3 separate regions of the Mus musculus genome follow, and all the other regions are linked to region 1. Evidence: chromatin contacts called from public Hi-C and HiChIP or PLAC-seq data. All regions are on one chromosome and are shown on one strand. Each heading gives the region's core, a stretch centred on a gene start, on an enhancer-like site or on the middle of the called end of the contact. The rest is flanking DNA. Distances are from core to core; before and after follow the strand shown. Region 1 holds the start of Tmem106c (transmembrane protein 106C). Region 2 overlaps Vdr (vitamin D (1,25-dihydroxyvitamin D3) receptor). Region 3 overlaps Senp1 (SUMO1/sentrin specific peptidase 1).

Region 1 (2,700 bases), core at 54-2,553:
GTCTGTGAGTGATTTTCTTAACTGGGTTTACTGAAATGTGAAGACCCTCCCTAAATGTGGGTGGCACCCATTTCATAGGCTGTATCTCTGAATGAATAGGGAAGGGGAAACCAGGTACGAGCACTCCTCGCTCGCTGTTTGCTGTGACTATAAGGTGACATAAGCGATTTCAAATTGCTGCTGTTGTATAACTTGTCCTCAGTGATGGAGCTGTGACCTGGAGCTGTGAATCAGAATAAACCTTCATCCCCTAAATTGCCATTGTCAGAGTATTTTATCAGAGCAACCAGAAAAGAAACTAAGGCATTAATAAAGGAGTAGAAATGAAGAAGAGAAAGGGTTCCGAGTGTAAGATTTAAAAAAAACAAAAAACAAAAAACCTGGAGTCTGTCCATTTATCAGGGCAGCGGAGCTGGCTACAATTCAGGGCGGGCTATGACTATGGAGGGCTGGCTGGAGCAGATGCCAGAGTGCTTTCCGTGTGATGGCCGATGGTCTCACCTGCTGGGATGTAGCCTGCTCCTTGGCAGGTGTGACAGGTGATGCTATTTCTCCCAGTGAACTCCACATAGGGGAACTGAGCGATGGCTTCCTCCTGATCTCTATCAGCCAGCAAGTCCTCCGGGTTGTCATCCTTCTTTCGCTGACAAAATGTGAGGGCAGAGGAGTGCTGAGACCCCATGTGTCATCTCCTATATGGGGAGGGGGGTGGTGAGCGCGTGTTAGTGTCCATGTGGGGCCGCTCTAGAGGTAAAAAAAAATCACTTCTGCATAAAGTGCAAAATACTGAGCAAGAGGCTGTTGTTCTAAGTGTGTGCCTGTGTGCGCAACACTGGCAGTTCCTACTGCGGCCTTCCTTTTGCAGCAGTGTCCCGTGTCGTGTCTGGCCTCCCCTCCCCCTGGAATAGGACGGCCCTCGCTGGATTAGGCTCTCTGCCCGGAAGACCCCATCTCCCCTCCTGCTCCCCCACCCCACCCCGCCGCTTCCTCCCCTCTGTTTGCAAACTCAAAAGGCAAACAGGCTGCACCTCGGGCACACAAACAACAGGCACCAGATTAATTAAAGGCCTCAGCGATCCCCATTCTCCTCCACTCCCAGCCGAGGAGGCGGGCTCAGGTCACGCCCCCGCACAAAAAAAGCCACGTTCCGAACGCGTTCAGGCCTCCGAGGCTCGGGAACGCGGGCGCCCCCGGACCTGTGGCGCACCAACTGCTGGCAGTTACTCCCGGGACCACTCCTCCCTCCACCTGCCCGCTCCAGCGAGTCCTCGGCGCGCCTCCGCCCGTGCGCACGCGCAGAACCGCAAGCCCGCCCGAGGACCCGGGCGAGCGCGAGCGCCTGCGCCTGCGCCCTGAGCTCCAGCGCGTCCCTCCTGCCGCGCAGCGGCAGCGCACCTACCCACCGGTAGGGGGCGACAGAGAACCGCGGAGGTGCTCGGAGACAGAACGTCGCTCCTCTATACCCCCAGATCTGAGCTTCCGGATCAGAGCGCTTCTGTGTGAGAGGAGGACGGCCAAAGCCATTCTCTCCGCACAGGGACACGGGGCATAAAGAAACCCAAAACCCAGAACCTGTACTAGGTCCCGGCAGAGGATCTGAATGCCTAAAGAGCTTATGGAGAACCACTGTGACAAGGGGCCTGATTGGAGGCAACTTCCATCGGAGTCCTGCTGGCTAGTCAAAAGAATGAAACCCAAAGCTAAGTTTTGCAAGGTGATCCTATTTCAGGACCACTATCCACAAAAAACGTGGGATGGGCATAAAGGGTTTGAGAGCTCCTCCGAAAGCTAAAGTGCCACAGAAGCGAAATGAAACTGGCGAAGAGGGCTAAAGAGCCCTGTGTGATGGTGCACGGGGCTTCCAGCATCTGAGAGACAGCAGGATCGCCACAAATTCAAATTAGCCTAGAACGTGAGTTTGAGGCCAGCCAGCAAAGTGAGACCCTGTTTTAAGAACAGCAAGAGAAGATTTATTTTATTTAAATGACGACCCTGTAGCCGTCTTCAGACACTCCAGAAGAGGGCATCAGATCTCATTACAGACGGTTGTGAGCCGCCATGTGGTTGCTTGGAATTGAACTGAGGACCTCTGGAAGAGCAGTTAATGATCTTAACAGCTGAGCCATCCCTCCAGCCCTACTTCTATGTCTCTTACTTAAATAAATCTGATGATATTGGGAGAAATAAAGGCTAAGCTAAAAACATATTGTTTGGTTGCAGTTAATGAACTCTGGTGATACTGTTCTGCCCAGTTTGGGGGAAGGTTGTAGATTTTTTTCTAGTAAAAATTCTGTGTCTCCTTAAAGTAGATAGAGACTCAGCTGATCCTCTCACTCTTCCTGTCTGGACTGTGAGCTTGGTATTAGAGATTAAAGTAGCTGTGTTGTGACCAAGAGGCCATGAGGAACTCTGGACAGAAGGATAAAAGAAATCAGGTCCCTGATAGAATTCTGATCTTCCTAGATTTCATGTTCTCACAGTGGGACACAATCCTAATAAATATAGACACAGCGCAAATAAAGAGGAAAGCTTGGTCTGTTAGTTGGTCTTGGTTTTGGAGTTTTTGTTTGGATGGTTTGATTTGGTTGTTTTTTGTTTATTTGTTTTTTTCATAATTTTTTGTATTATTTAAATGCACTTTATACATCAAACATATTAATATTATGGAGTATTTTGAGAATCAAATAATACATAAAATTT
Region 2 (2,893 bases), core at 291-2,790, 85 kb after region 1:
TCCTCCCTCATACCCTGAGCATCCCGTCTGTGAACAGGCAAACTAGAGCAGGAGGCTCACGTGGCTGGATGCTTCCCCTTCACGTCCAACCCATCCAGCCAGGGACCACCAATCACCCAATCTTCCTCACTCACCCCAGAGGAGTCTTTCAGACAACCTCTGCCTCTCTCTGCTCTTGTGTTGGGAAGGCATGTGTTTGATGGTTGCTCCATTCTGGGCCGAGAGGTGATAGATTCATAATGGAGAGCCCCGAGTGTAAGACCAGAAGCTTTGGAGTCCTGCAGGTCTTCACTATACTAAGTTGTTGTCCTTGTTAACTATGGGGCATTAAGTCTTCATTATGCCTTCTGGCACTGCTGATAGAATCAAGACAGTAATTATTCCGCCAAATAACTATAGCACCAAACTATCACTAAGGGTGCTAGGGAGAAACGTCAGACGTTGGTAGGGAGGACTCTGGGGTAGAATAGCTGCTATGGACCTCTTGTAAAATCTCACGTTCTGAGATGCTTCTCTCTGTGTGTTTGCTGTGTTGACTTAGGTGTGTGTGTGATGGGTTAGCAGGGATCTCTGGCGGGGGTGGGAGGGCAGGAGAGGCTCAGGATAGAAATAATTAGACATCAGAAGAGAAATGAAGGCTGGGCCGATGGGCTCCGAGGGAACTTCCCTTCAGTCAAAGACTCTGGAACTGAACTGGACTGTGGTTACTGCCATGCCTGTAGCTCTAGACATCAGAAGAAACAGCACACAATGCCACAATGATCTGGGCCTCTGATGTCTGCTGAGTCCTTGGCTGGGCACCCAAAATGTGAGCGAGGGGCATGACGTCAGCTTCCAGGGTCTCGAGGAAACGGGTGAAACTGACAGTCTTCACTCTCCTTCACACTCCTGATCTACCCACGGGATAGATCTCTAGCCTGGGCATTTAAGGGTTCATGCCTTCCAGAAAGCAGTGCTGTGGTCTTGACCAGTGGTAACCTTCCTGAGAGTTCTGATAAGCATCTGCTGAGAGTCCATCAGTATTGCTGCAAATGGCCATGTCAGGTGGCTTTGCCCGAGTTTACTTGGCTATATTTGACAAAGAGAACTGGTCTATTTTGAAGTACACAACGCATTGTGTTCTCTCTCTCTCTCTCTCTCTCTCTCTCTCTCTCTCTCTCACACACACACACACACACACACACACACACACACTGTGAAGTGAGATAAATACAACAATCAACTTAGGTAATGTGTTCCTGATCTCACACACTCTCCCGTATCTAGGACTCCACACAGCTCCTGTGCCCTGCCCAGGCACTGAGATCTCTAAAACCTAGCCACAGTCAGAACCCAGAGGGCACTTGACACCATGTTGCTGGCAGAAGCCACCCACTTCTCAGCCTGAGGCCCTCGCCCCTGGCACTTTATGTTTTTGTGAACTTCTTGTCTCTCTTCTGTTTTGATGAATTGGTCTCTGGCATGAGAACTGGTCAGTGTCCTCTCTAACCCCTGGCTTTCTAGAAACTGCCTCTATATTTAGCCTGGTTGCACCACCCCCGGTCCCCTTCCTGAACTAGGGTATAATTGCCAGCCAGTTAGAGAATGACAGGGTTCAGATGCAGAAGCAGCAGAGGCACCGGGCTCCCGTGGAATGAGAAGGCTCTTGTTTCTCAAAACCAAACTAGCTCATAGGCAATTAGCTTCGGGAGGAAGGCAGGGTAGGGTGTGGATCTTTAGGACAAAGCACAGAGCCAGGGCTGGGTGGCCTGGCTGCCCTGACTCCTTGTGGGCCGAGGCTAGATGACAGCCACATGCCTAAGTGCCCTGAGAAAGTGGGAGGTCAGAGAATAAATTGGTCTCCAAGCCAGCATGGCCTGTGACCCAGAAAACCTCCGTATTAAAGAAGACACACCTAGAAGGCCAGCTCTGGACAGGGTCCTGGTTCTGAGCATGAGGCAGCCAGTGGACTCTCTGTGGCTCTAGAGCATGAGAGGAAAACGCCATCTTCCCAGACACCATTCTTTCCTCCTGCTCCGTATAAGAGGAACTCAGGAAGAGCTGGCTACCATACCTAAAAGTAATAATTATAATTTAAAAGCTTCATAAAGGCACAGGCCACTTCTTGTGTTTGGAAAATTATGACAACACTAAGGGACAGATGTGCTATGAGCGATTCTGTCGCATTCCTGCCTCTGAGACTTCCCTGTTACTATGGTCTATGGCCCCGGACCTTTCTCTCCGAAGCTGCTTCTGTCACAGCGACAGCACTTCAATGAGGATTGAGGCAAGACCACTGGTGCGTGAGGAAACACAGACAGGCCTGTGAAGGGCTCTGGATATTCTGCCTGGTGTCCAAGAAGCCCTCTGCACCACCATAGACCAAAGCTCGAGGTTTTGCCGTGCCACTTTGAAAGGCACACGTCGGAGTGTGTCTTGGCACACATGGTTTGGGAGGGTTCACAGCCAGGACTCTTAGCTAGACACCACAGTGGGTGGACTAAGACCTCAGACAAAATGCCTAGTTTGGGGAACAAAAAGGAAATGAGAATTTGCTCTGAATTAGAAACATCTGGTCTTCCAGGAGGTTTAGAGACTCGTGGGCATTTGTGGTAACAGGTGAAAGAAACCTCAAGAACCACATCGGGAAGCGGGGTGGGGGAGGCACATGGCTCCTGTCCTGGAATAGAGCAATGTGGTAGCTCTGACCTCATTCCTGGGTAACCCTGATGGTTCCCAAGTTTCTTCTTGTCCCCACCAAGGTGGACATTGGCATACCACTCAGTGTCTCCCCTAGCATTTACAAGGGGGGGGGCTAGACGTAAAGCTTCACCACCCCTAATAGCCTGGCCTTATCCACTTAGGTCACAACCCTAGCTCTGATGTTGCCCCCTTGGGTGTCGTCAGTGGATGG
Region 3 (2,982 bases), core at 289-2,788, 93 kb before region 1:
AGGAGACTTCTTTGTCCCGCTTATTGTAAATTCTGTCTGCAGCGACTGCAGGAGCAGGAACATGCAGTACTTGACTCCGTAGAGCTTCACCTTCGTGTGCCTCTTGAAAAGGAGATTCCTGTCACAGCTGCCCAAGAAACCAGGAAAAAAAGCCACCAGCTGACTGACAGTGAAGACGAATTTCCTGAAATTACAGAGGTAAAGAAGAGACTGAAAATGTCTGCAGTGGAGCTGGGTGTGATGGCGGGCACCTTCAACCCAGCACCCTGCAAGCAGAGGCAGGTACAGCTCTGCCTTTGAGGCCAGCCTGGTCAACACCAGTGTTCCAGACCAGTCAGAGCTACCAAGTGAAACCCTGCCTCAAAACAAAGTTAGCTGAGGGAAGTTTCAAATGTAAGTCAGTAGAGGACCTGACATTTAGATTAATTTAGCTATACTTTTCATTGTATTGGTATAATTATGTACCAGTGTTTATTTTTAAAGGTAATTAAAAGTTGTTCATATGGCTATGGTTGGGTTTTAGCAACTTCAGTGAGAAGGTATGTAGTAAATTTATATTTTATATTTGTTTTTAATACTTTTTTATTTCAAAAAAAATTTTTTTTGTTGTTAGGTTTGGCTTGGGAGATTGCATTCTGTTTTGATTGTAGTGAGGAGACTTGAGCCCACCATTTCCTATATGCTGACATAGGAGATAATTTGATAGTAAATTGTGAGCTGAGAAGTACTATTTCTTTTTTTTTGTTTTGACTTATTTTTTAATGAGCATACAAAGGAATAGATTTCATTATGACTTTTTTATTTATACTTTGTTTTTATAATGTTTCTTTTTAAGCAATAGTAATCCATTATGAAGAATTTGGGAAATACTTAGAAATCTATGTATGTTTTAAAACCTGTTCCTTAATTCATACCTCTTTGAAAAACGTTATTGGACCTGGGTGCAGCTTGGTGCTAGAGTGCTGGCTTCATGTGTGCAGGCTGTGGTCCTGGGTCCAACGCCAGCTGCTCGGGAGCCAGTGAGCAGCACAGACATGGCATAGCCCTACTAAGTTCCATTTTTACACCTTCAAAAGGACGCTGCCTTTACTCCAGGGTGCCTTTTGTAGCTTTTGTTTCTTGGGAGACCATAAGAACCAGAAACATAAAACATAAACCTCTGAAGGAGCTTGGAAGATTTGAGCAAAGGTTGCATCAGTCTTCAGGAAGTGATACAAAAACAAGGATCTGAATGTTGTGTAAAAGGAAAAGCAGGGCAAGGTGGGTGGGAGGTAACCTGGAAGACGACTGCAGGAAGAGAGACTGACCGGTGGCTACAAGTAAGCTGACAGCGGGGAACTAGTAGGCAGGTGACTCGTGCTGAACACAGCCAGGGCACTGATGAGAAACCAGTTTTTTCTGAAACTATTATGTTTGGTCTTTTGTTTTCTTAGGAAATGGAAAAAGAAATAAAGAATGTATTTCGTAACGGTAACCAGGATGAAGTCCTCAGTGAGGCATTCCGCTTGACCATTACACGCAAAGACATTCAGACTCTAAACCATCTAAACTGGCTCAATGATGAGGTAATCTTTTGCTCCCTTTGTATGCAAATAGCAAAAAGGGTGAGAAAACTAAAGGAAGGCGTTACCTCACTGTTCTGCAGATGAGGCTCATAGGCAGCCTCTGTAAACAGAATGGAGCAGAGGAGCTTTGGGGGGAGGTGGGAGGCAGTCGTCCCTCTATGCTGTGTGCTGTCGAGACTGCTGCTTCCATGCTCTCATGCTTCACCACGCTTAAGGCACCTGCTCTGCGGTTGGAATTTCTGAGCAGAGAGTTACTGTCAGAGCGTACTGCTGCGTGAGGGGACTCTTGGGTTTCTAGGCAGGGACCAGGTTTCCTTCCTTCTCATCTGCCTGCCTTAGGTTACTTACGTTGGGCATGGAAGCTTTCTGAAATAATGCTTATTTGAATGTGGTATTTTTAAAGCTGACATCGAGAAAATTAAATTGCTTTTATGTAGTTGATATGTAGCAAGGGGGAATGATTTCACCCCCCAATTTCAATTAAATATATTAATTATGCCATGATTTTTAAATTGATCTATCCTCATCCTAAACCTTAAAAAGGCTGTTTGAGCCAGGCGTGGTGGAGAATGCCTTTTTTCCCAGCACTTGGGAGGCAGAGCCAGGCGGATTTCTGAGTTCGAGGCCAGCCTGGTCTACAGAGTGAGTTCCAGGACAGCCAGGGCTACACAGAAAAACCCTGTCTCGAAAAACCAAAAAAAAAAAAAAAAAAAAAAAGGCTGTTTGATTTGAGAAGGCTTATTTTTCCTTTATTTATTGTGTGCATGTGACAACTTGAACATCTGAAAGGCAAACAAAGCATAGAAGACTAAGAAACTCCCAAGTTCATAGAGCAAATACAAAGCAGACCAGGGCAGTGGTGCTGACTGTAAGCCACTTGCCTCAGCCCCTCAGAACTGGGTCTATTATGGGACTAGATGTATAGCACTTAAGACCATCCAGATGCCCAAGACTCTGAGTTCCTCTGGACCAGCTGAGCTGCTCCATTGTCAGTAGCACTGGCCAGTTTATAAGACAGACTGTGCTTGCTGTTTTTTTCCTTAGAATGATAAGAAACACATGATTTGATGTCTCTGTTAGAAACCTCACTCACATCTTTTGACTCCTCGGATAATGGAACGCTGGATTAAATGACAGTAGAGAAGAGCTCACAAAATTAAAAGAGGAAAACAAAAACCAATAATGATCAAAAGTATCCTCCTATGCATTGTTTTTGATGTGTGATCATTCACCATTTCTCTTCCCCTGCCAACTGCTGGAGAGGAGAGTCAGTCATTCCACAAGGACCGCAGCCTTTGTTTGTTATAAGTTATGCAAAACCTAGGGGGCAGCAGTGAGTCGGACATAGGCTGAATTCTTGCCCTTCACTGTGGCAGATACCTCAGAGAGTCCGTACAGAGGCAGCATTTATCAGGAC

Evidence for each region. Hi-C and Micro-C count contacts between places; a contact is called where the count stands out from the background. HiChIP or PLAC-seq counts read pairs in DNA pulled down with a chosen protein or histone mark.
Region 2: an H3K27ac HiChIP or PLAC-seq map of heart atrium shows a contact between it and region 1, with 6 read pairs. The contact joins the enhancer-like site here to the promoter of Tmem106c in region 1. A contact is called at or near these places in 5 of 39 promoter capture datasets (the 3T3-L1 cell line, HPC-7-derived erythroid cells, frontonasal cranial neural crest and 2 more), 8 of 15 datasets of contacts at CTCF or cohesin (CD8 T cells, the G1E-ER4 cell line, the NIH/3T3 cell line and 4 more), 116 of 484 Hi-C or Micro-C datasets (8-cell embryo, the AML12 cell line, B cells and 66 more), 23 of 115 datasets of contacts at active chromatin or transcription factors (the 230-238 cell line, DN3 thymocytes, the SCID.adh cell line and 11 more) and 4 of 9 other capture datasets (adipose tissue, embryonic stem cells, liver and 1 more).
Region 3: a contact with region 1 is called in a Hi-C map of embryonic fibroblasts, with 3 times the contacts expected there. The contact joins the enhancer-like site here to the promoter of Tmem106c in region 1. A contact is called at or near these places in 8 of 39 promoter capture datasets (the 3T3-L1 cell line, cranial neural crest, frontonasal cranial neural crest and 4 more), 1 of 15 datasets of contacts at CTCF or cohesin (the NIH/3T3 cell line), 7 of 484 Hi-C or Micro-C datasets (the N1E-115 cell line, cerebral cortex, embryonic fibroblasts and 4 more), 2 of 115 datasets of contacts at active chromatin or transcription factors (bone marrow-derived macrophages and neural progenitor cells) and 2 of 9 other capture datasets (liver and pancreatic islet).

What each region holds. Positions count from the first base shown.
Region 1 is chr15:97,962,832-97,965,531 of GRCm38.p6, reverse strand. Tmem106c (transmembrane protein 106C) reads right to left here and starts at 1,303. Exons shown (of 8, transcript NM_001252153.1): 1 at 1,197-1,303; 2 at 502-692. The coding sequence starts at 682.
Region 2 is chr15:97,877,533-97,880,425 of GRCm38.p6, reverse strand. All of the region lies in intron 3 of Vdr (vitamin D (1,25-dihydroxyvitamin D3) receptor), which reads left to right. Among named protein-coding and RNA genes, the nearest start is that of Gm52171, 2.7 kb to the left of the region's middle. Within about 2 kb of position 1,540, at least 14 of the 459 cell types and tissues checked have an H3K27ac peak or open chromatin away from gene starts, as enhancers often do. A contact at or near this core is called in the C2C12 cell line, the C3H10T1/2 cell line, the MNK3 cell line and 1 more, where this site is marked.
Region 3 is chr15:98,055,412-98,058,393 of GRCm38.p6, reverse strand. Senp1 (SUMO1/sentrin specific peptidase 1) reads left to right here. Exons shown (of 18, transcript NM_144851.5): 12 at 43-198; 13 at 1,434-1,565. Among named protein-coding and RNA genes, the nearest start is that of Gm25668, 13 kb to the left of the region's middle. Within about 2 kb of position 1,538, at least 40 of the 459 cell types and tissues checked have an H3K27ac peak or open chromatin away from gene starts, as enhancers often do. A contact at or near this core is called in embryonic fibroblasts, where this site is marked.